Regions from separate parts of the Gossypium hirsutum genome. Here region 1 is linked to region 2. The links are chromatin contacts, called in public Hi-C maps. All regions are on one chromosome and are shown on one strand. The core of a region is the stretch at or near the end of the contact, and the rest is flanking DNA. Distances in the headings are between cores, read along the strand shown.

The links. Hi-C and Micro-C count contacts between places; a contact is called where the count stands out from the background.
Region 1: a Hi-C map of leaf shows a contact between it and region 2, with 2.5 times the contacts expected there. The contact joins the enhancer-like site here to the promoter of LOC107954975 in region 2. A contact is called at or near these places in 2 of 34 Hi-C or Micro-C datasets (both in leaf).

Annotation. Positions count from the first base shown.
Region 1 is chrD07:52,752,567-52,757,567 of Gossypium_hirsutum_v2.1, reverse strand. No RefSeq gene overlaps it. Among protein-coding and RNA genes, the nearest start is that of LOC107956797, 14 kb to the left of the region's middle. Within about 2 kb of position 1,652, at least 2 of the 9 cell types and tissues checked have an H3K27ac peak or open chromatin away from gene starts, as enhancers often do. A contact at or near this core is called in leaf, where this site is marked.
Region 2 is chrD07:52,441,444-52,445,971 of Gossypium_hirsutum_v2.1, reverse strand. LOC107954975 reads right to left here and starts at 1,447. Exons shown (of 1, transcript XM_016890668.2): 1 at 1-1,447. The coding sequence starts at 518.

The sequences.
Region 1 (5,001 bases), core at 403-2,902, 310 kb before region 2:
AATTAAAGGCAACAACCTTATGCCCTTTCTTCTTCTCAAACTGGGTGGTGCTTAGACTTTTTAATTATGAGTTGATGATACATTACGAATTAAAGGGAAAAAATCAATCCATCTTCATTTTACATATAATAACAGTGGAGCATCGAGTTAGACTGGACTATGAGTCTAAGAGAGTGACCTTTAAAGTTGGGGATGATGTGGAGGCTGTGATGGTTGGTAAGTGTCGAGATTATTTATCTAATGTGATTTTCGCTCTGACAGTTGAAAAGCTAATTCGAAAGAGGTGTGATGCATATCTGGCATATGTGCATGATATGAGTAAGGTGGATTCAGCTATGGAAGGAATTCATATTGTTAGGGACTTCCTTGATGGCTTTCCTGAGGAGTTATCGGGATTACCTCGAGATAGGGAGGTTGACTTTGGGATTGAAATACTACCAAGTGCAACTCCGATGTCCATTGTCCCATATTAAATGTCATTTCTTGTTAAAAGTAAAAGTTGATTTTTTTAATTTTAATCTAAAAATATAATATTTTATATTATTAGGATGGTTTTGGGTAAAAACTAAATATAAGTTTTTTTCTTTTACTTAAAATAGAGATCATTTATTTCAAATATGATTTTTTAAGGATTTCAACATTAAGGAATGCGTAACTATCCACTTATTCTTTTTCAATATTTTCTGTGAAATTTTTGTATTAATTAAAAACTGTAATATCATTATTTAACACATTTTAAAAAAATTAAACCTTGAAAATTCTTACAATTATTATTTGAAAAAAAAACTTGACAATTATTGAACTCTTATACTTACCGTATATTTGTCTCATTTTACTCGTATCAAGAGTGTAGGACTTGATAAACAACTTGACAATTATTAAACTCTTATACTTACCATATATTTGTCTCATTTTACATATAATAATAGTGTAGGATTTTATAAACAACAACCAAACTACTCGACAATTCTGTAACTCTTATACTTACCGTATATTTGTCTCATTACACTCAGGAGATTCTAATCCTAGAGAAATTCCCCGTATAAAAGATGCCCACTTTCTCTATGATTGAGCTTATCACAATAATTTGATTATAAATTTTCGGTTTGAGTTTTAGAATCACAATATTAAAAAAAGAAAACCAAAAATCACCTCTAAATTATATAATTTCTAATAATTAATTGAACAACATTGGTTGCAACAACCTTAAGCTCTTTCTTCTTCTCAAATTGGGTGGTGTTTAGACTTTTTAATTATGAGTTGATGATACAGCACGAATTAAAGGGAAAAATGAAATCATTTTCACGAATAATCTTAAAAAGGAAAACTTAACAAGTGCACAATAAGAAAATAAAGGTTTTTTCATTAAGAGAATTTTTTTTCAAAAAAAGGCTCTATATATTTTTTAATGGAATGAATTATACTGCTATAGGTCTCAAAATAAGTTTGGCTAGATTCTATGAGGGATGATGAGGTAGGTAACAATGGGAAGGATGGAAATTTGGAATGGGCAGAAACTGTGATGGGTTTGAATGAGCATGATGCTGATATGAGCCTAATATAAATATTGTTGAAGTTGGCCATGTTCAGATTATGGTTCAGGGATTTGAGGTGCAATCCAGATGTTGGGCCTAATGAACTTTGTTTGCAGACCCAATTTGAAGAAGTAGGCCATGTTCAGATTATGGTTCAGGGATTTGAGGTGCAATTCAGACGTTGGGCGTAATTAGCTTAGTTTGCAGACCCAAAAGTCTTTGACCTTGAAGACAATATTGCATGGTACAATGTAACATGTGATTCTCTTTTCCCAATAGAAATAAAATTATCCAGGCCAAAATATAGAAAGTGACGCTTGTTGAAGACATGGGCTCTTGGCAGGTACTAAAACATAGTGATGAAAATTCAAAAGAAATGCAGCAATGATGGATCTCAACCCGTTTGGCCGAAGAACTTTGAGAATGGAGGTTTCTTTGATGTGGGAACTAGGCAAGTTATCGGTTTTAGAGTTAATTCTGCTAAAAATTTCGTTATTGATGCACTCATTCTACTTGAGGAACGTCATGTTGAGGCTAATCTGTTAAAGGGGCCGCTGGCACCGTGGCACGGGAGGAATGGGATATTGGTATGATTTTCTTTTTGGGTAAATATATTATTTGATACTTAAACTTGGTTTTGATGTTTAATTTAATATTTGAGATATTTGTTCTCAATTTAATATTTTTGTTTCGTTTTGACACTTGAATTTTTGAAATTTGATATTTAAGTTTTCTGTCTCATTTAAATACTCGGATTTAATTTTAATATTCAATTTACTTAAATTTTATTTTTTATCGCAGTTAACTACATATTTTTTTACTAAAATATATGTACCAAACATTTATTGGAGTGTTTGAACTGAGTATTAAATTAAATAAAGTGTCTTAATATATTAACTATTTTTTCAACGCATAAGATGAAATACTGGAAATTCTCAATTTCATTAGATACCATACTGTATTTTCAGCTTTGTCAGATTTTCAGTGCAATGGTGATTATTTATGTTTAAAGAAGTTTTATGTTTAGAGACATTGCTTTCAAATGGTTGATTCTGGTAATAAATTTGTTAAATAGTAATAAATTCTTTTAAAATATTTTAGATTACGTTTTAAGATGATATATTTAAGTTATAGTTATTTCGATGTATTTTTAATATTTTTAATTGTGATGATGCTTGTAATTTTAAAAATTTTGTTACATATATTAATAGAATAATATATTATATTTAACATGTGATCATATTAGAATAAAATAATATTTACAATTTAATTTAATAATAATCAAAATATTTTTATAACTAATTATTTTTTTATTATATTAATTAAAAATTGAGGATAATAATAAAATAGAATAATAGTGAATTGATAAAGGTAATGTTATTCTTTTATTTCAAACTCATTTAATAAATAAATTTTAGAGGTTAGTACATTTTTTTCTAAAATTTAAAAGGTGTAAGTCTTATGGGTCGCGAATCAAACCCGTAACTATTGCGCACAGTGAAACATATGGAGAAGCCTATTTACTTAAAGTTTTGCTGGTCCAGTGAAAAACATTAGTAAAACTAGAGTTACCAGGATAATTAATATAAATCATAATGGATAAAGACGTATAGAGCTTAAATCCTTTGGGACTCTCATCTTGTAGATAGGCACAAATCTTGACCATCTATGTAACTTAATTTGTAATGTTGAATTTGGGAGAGCTCAACTATAAACAAAGATCTTCCCCCTCATTTGTAATCACTCAGTTGTAAAACCTTCAAAGTAATAGAATACTTTTGAGAACATTTACTCAAACACTTGGTGTGTGCTATTTTTCTGTGGCTTTTTGTTCGTTTGTAGCTTCTTTTGTCTTTCAATTTTGCTTTTGCTTTGCTTCGGTGCCTTACAGAATTTCTATTAGAATTTTCATTTTTTGAGAGTAGGCTAAAATTAGGTAGGATTTGAACCCACGCGGTTTGCCAGAGTAAAGTTCTAGCCCTATGACAGTTGGTATTAGAACCAGTGTTTGAAGACGTCGATTAGGATGATGAAGTGAAGAGATGAGTAGAATGTCCTGATGGAGACTCGTGAGAGGTCCAAGAAAAATAACAGATCAAGGGATATGCTGTCGGCTTTGGAAGGTCTGGTGACAATCTTGAGGAGTCTATGGGTAGTGTGAAGGAAACACTTAAGGCAGTTTAGGGACACATCGATGAGTTAGACTCAATTAGAGTACAGCTCAAGGACTTTGTGGCAGAGAATCTTAGAGCAAATAGGGATGTGATTAACGAGGCCCTCAATGTTGTCATGGGTGATCAGATCGAGAAGCTGACAAGAGTAATGATGTTCTTGAAGCTTCGATTGTGGCCTGAAGGAGGAAACTTAGGCCATGATGGAAAAAATTGAGAAGCTTGAGAGAGAGCTCACTGTGTGTAGAGTTGTTATGGGAAATTGGATGTTGGCTTCAGTTCCTAAGCAGTGTAAAATGTATGTCCCCAAGCTGAAAGAGTTTAAGGGGATGATGTTCGGAAGAGATATGAACAATTTTCTCTAGGGAATTGAACAACACTTCTGTGTAGTGGGCATCGAGGATGATGCCACTAAGGTAAACACCGTTGCAATTTATTTTACTAATGTCACTCTTTTGTAGTGGCGTCATAGGTCTACAAATGAGAGATAATGTGGTACCGCAATTGGGACTTGGGAGGAGTTCCAAAAAGAACTGAAGAAATAGTTTTACCCGTAGTATGTTGAAGAGGAGTTTCGGGCTAAGTTGCACCAACTTACACAACAAGGCAATGTTCGAGAATATGTTAGAGACTTTATTGAATTGATGCTTCAAATCTTTAACCTAAGTGAGAAAAAAACATTCTACTAGTTTAAATATGGGTTGAAACGTTGGGCGAAGTAAGAGGATCACCGACAAGGTATCACTGAGCTTATTGTAGCCATAGTTGAGGCAAAATCCTTTGTCGAGCTTGGTTTGAAGAAAAACAAGTTTGACTCTTTCAAGCCTAAAAAGATGGGAAATGGTAGAGTAGACCATGAAGAAGAGGGACAAGTTAAAAATGGCAATGGTAAGAATGGTGGCAATGGGAAGCCACTTAATGGGAAGTGGTAGCCCAACTACAAACTGAAAGGGCTAGTGAAATGCTTCTTTTGTGATGGTCTGCATATGGTGACAAACTATCCAAAGAAATTTGTGCTTTTTTCCATCAAAGGGGACGATGAACCAAATAGAGCATTGGTGAGACTTAGTTCAATTGTGTGTTCTAACAAAGGCAAGAGGTTCAAAGAGAATGAGAAGAAGCCAGTGAAATTCTTCTTGTACTATGGTCCACATAGGATGCAGAATGTCCAAAGCGATCCAAGATGTTCATGATCAATAAAAAGAATAAAGCGGAGCCTTTTGATAGTGAGGCTTTAAAGCTTGGGTTGGTGATACTCAATTCTGTGAAGACGTAAAGGGATCACAAGCAGAAAA
Region 2 (4,528 bases), core at 198-2,697:
TTGTTTGGCTGGTATTGTCCTCCTGGAAGGGAGATTTCAATGAGACTATCCTCGTCGTCCGACCAATCTGGGGTTCCATCCCTGTTATCCCGGAACGACCAGTCCACTTCGGAGTCTTCAGTGGTTGGCAACTGATCATCATTAACGCATTCCTTTTCAGACAGGACATCTGGTGATTTGGCTATGCAGTCATGGATCTGATGATCATATGAAGCACCTTCCTGATCTTTTGAGTTTTGCTTATTAAGTTCACCTTCAGGCTGTATTTGAGGTGAGCTTTCCTCAACAGATTTATGAATATCCTCTTCCACTGATTCCACCACCAACTTCAGTTTCCTCTTAGATAATATGAAGACAACAGTTGACAAGATCAACACTGTAGATGTGAAGAAGATGGATAAGGACCCAAAGATAAAAAAACTAGCAGATGTTATCAGTGGGGCAAGAACGACAACCCATGACACTGGGTTTTTGAGGAGAAACAAACAAGTACCCATTTGATCATGTCCCAACTCCATGGACTAGAAAAAAAAAAGGCTCTTATATATCACTAAGGTTAACTATACAAGGAAAAAAAAAAAGCAAGGTTTCAGGCTGTGAGATCAGAGAAGAGCATATATGGATGAACTTGTAAACTTAGTTTTAGGTTTTCAGAATAAAGGGCATATGCAGAAGCAAGAAGACACATATCCAAAATAAGGAAGGGGTTTCATAGATTAAAAAAAACCCAGGAAAATAAGAAGGGGTTTTAGTAGGAGATGATGTATGAATCAGCAGTTCATCTAAATAGTAGTACCCAAAAGGGAAAGAAGGAAAACCAGGTAGCCAGTTTTGCCTGTAATATCAATCTGCTCAAGGGAAAGAGGGAGTGGTTTGCAAAAGAGGAAGCATATGCAAGTTGAATATAAAAAAAAATGTTATTGGATTACATAATTTGGACTGTGCAAAATAAGACTAAATTTCTAGGCTGTTTCTCTCATTCACACTTCACTCATCACCAATTCCCAAAGGCCTCCCAATTGCTTTACTATATATATTAAACACACAAATCAGGTGGTCTTCCCTACTGCAACTGATTCTCTTGGAAACCACAAAACCCTTTGTTTTCCCTGTATTGATAATTTGATTTACAGTCTCAAAGCTTGGAAATGAGAGAAGCCATGTGCAGACATCTGAGCTCACCACATGGCACTTTCCCTCCAATTTCAGGGGTTGTGAAAACAAAGAGTATTATTATAATATTTCTCTTCTGCCAACCCCAAGAGTCAAGAACCCTATTATCTAAAACCAGAACACCCAAACCAGAAGCTTCACTACAACAGTGAAAAAACAAAAGAAACACCATTAATGCATTCCTCATCTTTGAACCACCAATCGCATTTAGAGACACAGCTTTTTCTTATGAATGCTTTATCTAAAAATCTCTTAGAAGAAGAAAAAAAAAAGACCGTTGATTCTTCCTTTGAAACTTTAGCAGTAACAAGCTTTGACATCAAAACTTTATATGCAGTTATTAAAAAAAAACTATAAGTAATTAATAAAGAATCCATATTTATTTGCAAGACTGCAGTTAAAATCTTCATCAAAAGGCTAGAGAGATCAGGGAGAAGAAAAGTTGAATTAGGGCTTAGGAGGGCCTTTAATGACCCTCTAGGCAAATAAAAGGAAGAATGAATGAATATTCACTGTATATTTGACAACTTCAACTGTTCAAAGTACTTGAAATGTAATCTGGATTACAACAAGCAGATCAGTTTGAGTCAAAAGGATTCCCACTATCCCCTATTGAAAGTTTTATTTTGTTTATTAGTACTAGCTAAGTACCACTGCTACTGTTGTGTTTGGTTTAGGGCAAAGTCAGCCATTTGCAGACAAATTGTAGTGCTCCTTTGGGTAGCTGAAATAATAAAATCATTTATAAGCAAATGAGTAAAAGAAATCCTTTCTTTTTTCATTTTCTTTTCCCTAATTTCTTTAATTAGTAGGGCAAAAAAAGTTCTTTCCAAGCCATTTGCCAAATACCCCAGAGAAAGAAGAAAAAGAGAAAAGCTACTTCCCACTTATAAATATATACCAAGAAACTATATAATATTGAAACAAATTAAACATTAGCCTTATAGTCTTTCAAGTTTCTTCTCCTGATTTTTTTTAAAGCAAATGCGTTATTCATTCTCATAAAAGAAGTGATGAAACAAGTAGCATATTACAATAAGAACAGTCTTCGGAAGAAGCTCAAATATAATTGTGCCATTGACACTCTTGAAATGTTTCAAGCTCTGGGAAATTGTCTTCAACTTCAATTTTGTTAAGCATCATGTATTAAAAAGGTGATAACATGGTTTGAACCAAGTTTTTGGGTGATATAGTTAAAAATATTTGCATCTGATAAATTAATGAAGAGTTTGGTTTAAGGCTATACATGGCGAAGGAAATGCCTCTACGTACCCTACCAAAACCTTAGCAGGACCACCTAGTGTCTCGCTTAAAGCACTGCAACGCCGTCGGCTCCACCCTAAATGACACTATATTGTAAAATATTTGCAGATCTTTCTAGTTTTGTTTCATCAAAGATGCGTGGGTTCATGCGGTATGCCCTACACTTGTTCAAATCATGATTATGATGATATGAATTAGGAGCTTTGCGCTTCTCCTTTTTAACCTCATGCCGGGCTTATAATTATGGCTTTCCACTTTCTAAAGGCTCGGAAAATGAAGTTAAACAATGTCACATTTTTATTCATCATCCAACCTCCATTTTGCTCTAACTGGCCTTGGCAGTCTGTTTATATCAGCAAGCATCCTCATGTCTCTTAAATATTCAATAAATTGAAAGCTTTTGCTGAGAAAAAGGATTTTTTATTATTATTATAAATTCGTTTGATTATTAATAAAAATAAACTATTTAATAATTATAAATGTTTATTGATAATAAGGCATAAATAAACTAGATTAATCTTTAAGCCTTTTCTTTTAAATATATAGTTTCTTTACACTATAAAAACATTAAAATAAATACAATTAGATTTTGGCATACCCACAATCTCGGTACAAAATGTAATTATGTAATCAATATATTTTTAAAATTAATATAAAAAAATTAAAGCTTTGATTGAAATCTTAAAGAAAGATGTTAAAAAACCATAACGTCTTGGGTTTAAATTTCATTATGTAAAAAATATATTTTTAAAAATTAATATAAAAGATAATTGAAACTTTAGTTGAAATGATAAATAAAAAGATGTTACAAACCATAAGGTTCAAATATCATTATGTACATGTTCTTTTTTATGTAAAAATTATAAAACAAAAACACCCTCAAATTTATATAATTTACTTTGTAAATGAATGGTATTTTAGTCATTCTCCAATTGAGTTGATTCGTGACACCAACTCAATTAAGGGGTTAATATATAGTATAGATTATATTAGTTGAAAAAAATAATAAAAAAAAGTTTTTATATATAAATAATAGTTCAAGCTGTTTTTTTTTGGTATCCTTAAGTATCCACTGAAGTAAGTCCAATAATTAAATTTTCACATTTTATAGGTCCAATAAAGGGTCGGTGCTGACAACAAATTTTAAAATTGTTCCATACCTAAGTCAATAATCAAACCCTCTACCATTGGTTAAGACAATAGTGTTCCTTACTATGTTACTTAACCACATTATTATAATTTGAGCTGATTTGACTAAGTACAAACTTAATCCAAATTTGTCCTATATTGATCTGTGCCAAAATGAATTATGATACATACTCAAATATGTTTTTAAATATGAATCCATTGATTATATAAAAAAAAAACTTGATTACTTTTATCTAAATATAAATTTTAGAAAAGTAAATCGATAATTGAATCTAAATTTATTATCCGTAAAAGTGGATTCAATTAAAGAAAATTAAAACCTGAACTCATATTTATCTATAAACGTAAAGAGGATTCAAATAATGGATACATAATCATAAATATTCACATCTGTTATGGATAATAATTACAAAATTCAAATATTATTCAATTTATATATATAAAAAAAGAAAAACACAATTCCAATACCTTCAAATATAGGCATGCATATTGATTACCATCATTAGATGAGTCCTTCCCTAGTTAAGAATCTTTTGTGTTAATTTATAGTAAAATTAATAGAAAAAAAAAGGATGAAATAAAGGTGGGAAGTGCCACTTGTCAACAAGTTGTGCAAGTAAAGCAGTGCCGCATGCAACCCTAACCACATTAGCTTATGCTCAACAAATAGAGAACAACACATTGGTATGGTAATTGATGAAATTAAAAGCAGAGGCATTTGCCTTGAGATATGGATTGAGACCAAGAAATCCGACCGGTGTTGGGGACTCCAACCTTACGGAATGTTTTACCTCTCACCACACTTGTGGGGGGGACCAGACCTTAAATCTCCTTTCTTTGTTTCATTGTTTTTTGTCCATATTTTGGACTGGACTGCCTTCATCTTTTCTATGATCTCTTGATTCCTGTGCTCTCATTTTTTGCTTATGACCTTGCTTTCTGC